2 separate regions of the Oryctolagus cuniculus genome follow, and region 2 is linked to region 1. The links are chromatin contacts, called in public Micro-C maps. All regions are on one chromosome and are shown on one strand. The core of a region is the stretch at or near the end of the contact, and the rest is flanking DNA. Distances in the headings are between cores, read along the strand shown.

Region 1 (2,700 bases), core at 73-2,572:
CCTTTCACATCTCGACCAACCAGCTACTGGCCTGGGAGCAGAAGAGTAAACGCCCAGGTTGGTGGGCTTCGTCCTCCTTCTGCAAGGGGAGCCGGGTGAGACGCCACAATTATACACCCAGGAGAGGCGGCATGAGGCTTGGACCCGGGAGGAACAAAGCATGATTTGCCGTCCTGGAAAAAGAGCTGGACTCTTCCAAGACGGATGTCCTCTGAGGCGTCTGGCCAGGACCAGCTTTGTATCTGCAAGGCTCTGCAAAGTGAAAATGCAAGACCCCCAGTGTAGAAATCATTAGTAATTTCAAGAGGGCAGCTGCAGAGCACTGAGCTGAGTGTGCGGTTCTGGAAATGGGGCTCTGTGGGACTGCACAAGCTGTTCACCCATGAAGCCGGCCCGGGCACACGGGATTCAGGCATTGGGACCAAGGGATTGCATCCCAGGAGCCGGGCACGGCCTTAGGCTGGGGTCAGAGAAGAAACGGTGGCCTAGGAACTAGGTGCCACCGAGACCAGGAGTGAGGGAGTTGGTCTGACCAGTGTGGGTCTCTCTGCCAGGGCTTCTGGGGTCTGGCCCGCCTAACCGATTTTGGAAGGTGCCGCCTGTAGGACCAGTGCAGTGGTGCAGTGGGCTGGGCCGCAGGGTGGGTTGCCCACAGCCCATAGTGCTGGGCTGTGCTGCTTCTGACCCCCTTCCCCCAGTGTGCAGCAGAGGATACCCGAGTACCTGGACACTTTCACCCGCGCGGGGGACCCACACGGAGTTTCCGGCTCCTGGTTTCCGCCTGGGCGGGCTGTGGCTCTTGCGGGCATTTGAGAAGTGAACCAGCTTCCCTCCCACTTTTTTTTTTTTTTTTTTTTTTGGGTCATTCTGCCTTTCAAATAAATAAACTTTTAAATATATATGTGTGTGTATGTATATACATATACATACACACACATATATATATGCCATGTGGCTGTGCGTCTAAGGGTGAGATAAAGGCTAAGACAGAAGAAAGCCCCAAAGACTGGGGAGCCCATTCTCTTGGGGGAGGCCCACGGACTCGAGGGCCACGCAGAGGAAGCGCCAGAGCCCGGGGTGGGGGGCAACAGACCCCGCATATTTTAAAGGCCGAGCTGGGCAGACCTCGGCTTCCGGAAGTCGAAGGCGTACAAACGTGAAAAGCAACAAAGCGACGGCGACCCGCGCCGGAAGCGACGAATCAGCACCCTCGGGGATCTCCAGGCGCTGCCTGCGGACGGGGGCGTGCCCCGCCCCGCCCCCTCATAGGCCGCGCCCCCATCCCCGCCCCCTCAGAGGCCGCGCCCCCATCCCCGCCCCCGCCCTGGGCCCGCCTGCCGAGGGCGCGCGGGGGCGCGGCTCGGTGCGCAGCTGCAAAGGATCGCTTCCGGGGGGGGCGGGTCAGCGGAAGTCGGGGCGGTTGAGGCCGGGCTGCTCGCTGAGGTAGGAGGGGCCGTGAGGTGAGTGAGTCCCGGAGCCACAGTCTGAGGTGAGCAGGGTCCGAGGGCGGCCGGAGAGACAGAGGCGCGGCCTTCCGGCCCGGCCGCAGGCGGGGTCTCGGCGCCAGGCGCTGTGCGGGGCCCGCGGCTCCTGTTCCCGCGCGACTTCTCGCGGGAGCCGCCGCCGTCCGCTTCCTTTGGCACGGGGAAGCCGAGTCCCCGAGAGGGTAGTTACTCCTCCGAGCCGAGGCCGACCGGAGGGTTCGGCCCTTCGGAGACCCGGCCACGGGGCCTGTGGGGCGCTGGGGCGCTGGGCTGCTGGGCAGGCGGCGAGGACCTGGCCGACCTTGATCCGGGCCGGCGGGGTGTTGCGGGGGCGGGGACGCGCGTCCTGGCTGGGTCCCAGCGGCGGCTTCCCCGCGCAGCTGCGTGGGGGCCTGGCGGCGAGACCCACCGCGCGGGGCTCCGACCGTCGGTGCGCGCCGCGAAGTTTGCGCCCGGGCCGGGGTGCGGAGACGGCCCTGCTTGGAGCAGCGCCGTCTCCCCGGGGGGACGCGCGTGAACGGAGCGTGACGGCGGCCTCGGAAGGGGCGGTGGGGGCGCAGCAGCGCCGACGGCCCAGCAGTGTTGCCAGCCCGCAGCCCTTGGGGCGGGGAGCTTGGAGGCCGAGCTGGCAGTCTCCGGCTCCACGGATGTTCGAGCGCTTAGTCTGTTCCGGCAGATGCCGTGCGGCCCCTCCGGGAACCGCAGTTCGCGGCGGTGCTGCAGGGAACTGGGGCGCCCCCGACCCGGGCAGGACGGACGGTGACGCTGGGGCCGAGAAGCGGGTGCTGGCGTCGCCTGCAAGGGCGCGGGAGGTGTGGCCGTGACGCGGGGGCCGCCCCGCACCGGCCTCGCGGGGCAGTCTGGGGTCCAGGTTCTATCTTGTCGTCTCTAGCCAGCCAGTTTTAATCATAGAACCGAAGTGTTTGGGAAAATGCCTGCAGCTGTTGCATCAGGCCCACCGGAGGAAGTGGCCGTAAGGATTTGAGACAGAGGCACTGGGGCGCAGATGAAAGGCTTGGACTGAGGAGTGGAGGCAGCGACACCCGGGCCAGCCCCGGGGCCCTTCCTCCTCCAGCTTCCCTTCCCCGACACCTGCTTTCCCAAGGGGGAGACCCTCCGGGGGAACTCGCCAAAAGAGCGGCTTTGCCAGTCTCTGCTCCGCAGTGACCTCCCCCGGCGTCCCCAGCCCTCAGGACTTCACCCCCAGCCTGCCTCG
Region 2 (2,700 bases), core at 111-2,610, 340 kb before region 1:
CGGCAGCTTCCTTAACCAGCCCTCTTCGTAGGATAACTGTAGGGCTGTTTCCAAACCACCCGGATTGTGACTGGTGTAGGCCAGGAACAAAGCCCTCCTGCGATTGAGGGAACTGAAGCTGCGGACCGAGGTGGAACCCACATTTCCTTATTTGGAGAACAGGATGTGGTGATCTCCCTCCAGGCTGCTGAGTTGAGCTGAAGCCCAAGTGTCAATCCCAACCCCTGGCTCATCAGAAAGTCCCAGGAGCGGGGGACAAGCCTCAGTTCCTGTCTGGGCCCTGGCCTTTTGAAGGAGAGCTACTTACTTCCCTTCCTCGTCTTACTCGTCTGTAGAATGGCCAGTGCAGGTCTCCGCCGCCTCCTGACTGGAGTGGCAGGATGGGGAGCAGGGGGCTCTCCTCTTCCCCCTTAGAATCCCCGAGGGCCACGGCGGGGCTGAGCAGGGAGAGGCTGGTGCTTGGCTGCAGCCCAAAGGGCTTGGCCAGGCTGCGTAGGGAAAAGGCAGCTGGGACTGTGGGAGGGGAATAGAGGGCCATGGAGAAGGGCAGTTGCACTCTGGCCTGTTCTTGGGCTCCTGGCAAGAAGGCCATGCCCAGACAAGCGCCCGATCAACACCCCTAACATCCACAGCACGCGCCTGAGCCTCGAGGCTTGAACTTGCTCAGCTCACGCCTGGGCTCATTTGCTATACTCTGCCGACTGTGTGGCTTTGTTTTCTCTGAACCTCAGTTTTCTCATCTATAAAGTGGAGCCAATGTGACCTGTTTGAGCGGGAACACGGGGCTAGGATCATCTCCAGAGTTGATCTAGACCCGGGGGAGGCAGGTGATCCCACCGGGGACACCGTGGGTTGGTGTCGGGATCGGACGGCTCCTTCTCCGGGCCTCACTCAGACTGCACTTCCTCTGCTCCCAGCACCCAGCCCTCCGACCGCTCCGGGCCATTCCACGCCTCAGCCCTGTCAAGCTCTTATCTGATGACAGGCTAGACCCGGAGCTTCAGCAGTCTGGCACAGGTCCCCAGCGCCTTGCTCACCTGTCCTCTGGATCACTCACCTCTCCATTCCACAGGGTGCCAGGGCCCTGACCTGGACAGCAGGGGCATGGCAGGGAGTGGGAGACACCACGGAGGCGGGGGCGGGGGTCTCAGCCACTCTGGCCCTTGCAGTTATGCGCATGAGGGATACGCAGGACTGGGGTCCCCACAGGGTCTGGAGCCAGAACCTTACCACGTACCTGTCCTCCCTAGCGCATCCAGGCCTCCGGATAACTCGGGCCCCTCCTGCGTCTTCCTCCAGGAGCCAGTGTGACTCGGCAGCAGCTGTGCCTTCCTGCTGCTCCGAGCAGAGCATTCTGCCCGTATCCTTTCCCAGGGATGGGCTGGCCTTGGTGCAGCTCCAAGCTTGCAGAGTTTGCTATTCTTGACTACCCAACATTACCCTACCAACGTAGCAGAGTAGAAGCGAGGGCCAAGAAACAGGCCCAGCGTGAACAGCAGTTACTTACTGTTAGCTACTGTACACCTGGCTCAGGAAGCTCATTACCTTCCAAGCCTTCAAATCAACCCGGGGCGGGGCGGGGTGTGTGTGGGGGGGAGGCTCTGAGAGACTCAGGAACTTGCCCGATCTAGTTCAGTGGCCAAGCTGGAATTTCAACCCCGGTCTCAAAAAGCAGGACTCTTGCCATCTTTCTACAACGCATCTCCACAGGCAATGGATGCGGTTCCCAAGGACCTTTTGGTCCAGGCGGATGGCTGCACCTCAGCCAGGACACCCCATGCTAGACACAGCACCCGCAGAGACAAAGGCAGGAAGGAGGGAGACACAGCTGCAGGGGATTTAAGGACAGTGAGCAGGCCTGGGGCACTGGAAGAGGAGGGTAGGGCCGCACCCGACCGGCTCTGGACTCGGCACTAAAGAGAATGTGCTTTCTATTCCAGGCACTGGGCCACCTTTGAAGGTTTGTAAGGAGCAGAAAGGAACAGCTGGGATTCGGGTTCCTTCCGGGGTGGGTGCTGATACGGGGGTGACCATAAGGGAAAGAGGTCCACCGCGTCCATCTACTCCCCAGGAAGTTTGAAAAATGCCCTGGAAAATGAACTGCCCCCCCCCCCCCCCCCCCCGCTGGAAATCTGGTCAAGCCACGTGCTGGGATGCCCTGCAGTGACGGACGGGGCAAAACCGTGGAAAGACGCTGTGTACGCCGGAGAACAGGAGGCGGGACTTCACAGCCATTCGGCCCCTGTTCCCTGTGGTACAGTAATGTCATCCGTGGGGGAAGTGCGAGGAAGGGCAACGCAACGGGACGCCAGCAGCAGTCGTGCGGAGGCTGCGAGGCTCTCCGGCTCCTAGGCGGCATGTCCCCAGCTCCCTCTGCCAAGAATCCTGGCGGTCCTTTCTGATGGTTGCTCCGCCGTCCGTGCATGGCAGGGGCGTTAACGGGGAGAGACGCCAGTCGCCCAGCACAGCGCTACTACGGGTGGAGGGTCGCCGGCCCGGCGCCGCGGCCTCACAGGAGCCCAGCCAAGGCTCCGGTCCCCGCCCCGGGGCGGGCACGCCCCCAGTGACGAGGCGCGGCGACGGCGGCGGCGGCGGCGCCCTCACAGGTCCCGCGGACCCAACGCGGCCTGCGGACGTGGAAGCCCCGGCCGCGCCGCCCCGCACAGCCCGGCGGCCTCGCGCGACGTCGCGCGCCCCACG

The links. Hi-C and Micro-C count contacts between places; a contact is called where the count stands out from the background.
Region 2: a Micro-C map of ear pinna shows a contact between it and region 1, with 2.9 times the contacts expected there. The contact joins the promoter of LOC100342463 here to the promoter of MTFR1L in region 1. A contact is called at or near these places in 2 of 6 Hi-C or Micro-C datasets (ear pinna and an unstated tissue).

Annotation. Positions count from the first base shown.
Region 1 is chr7:145,595,903-145,598,602 of mOryCun1.1, reverse strand. It overlaps MTFR1L (mitochondrial fission regulator 1 like), which reads left to right and starts at 1,322. Exons shown (of 7, transcript XM_017346584.3): 1 at 1,322-1,460.
Region 2 is chr7:145,936,334-145,939,033 of mOryCun1.1, reverse strand. It overlaps LOC100342463 (RH-like protein), which reads right to left and starts at 1,360. Exons shown (of 10, transcript XM_051856661.2): 1 at 1,238-1,360.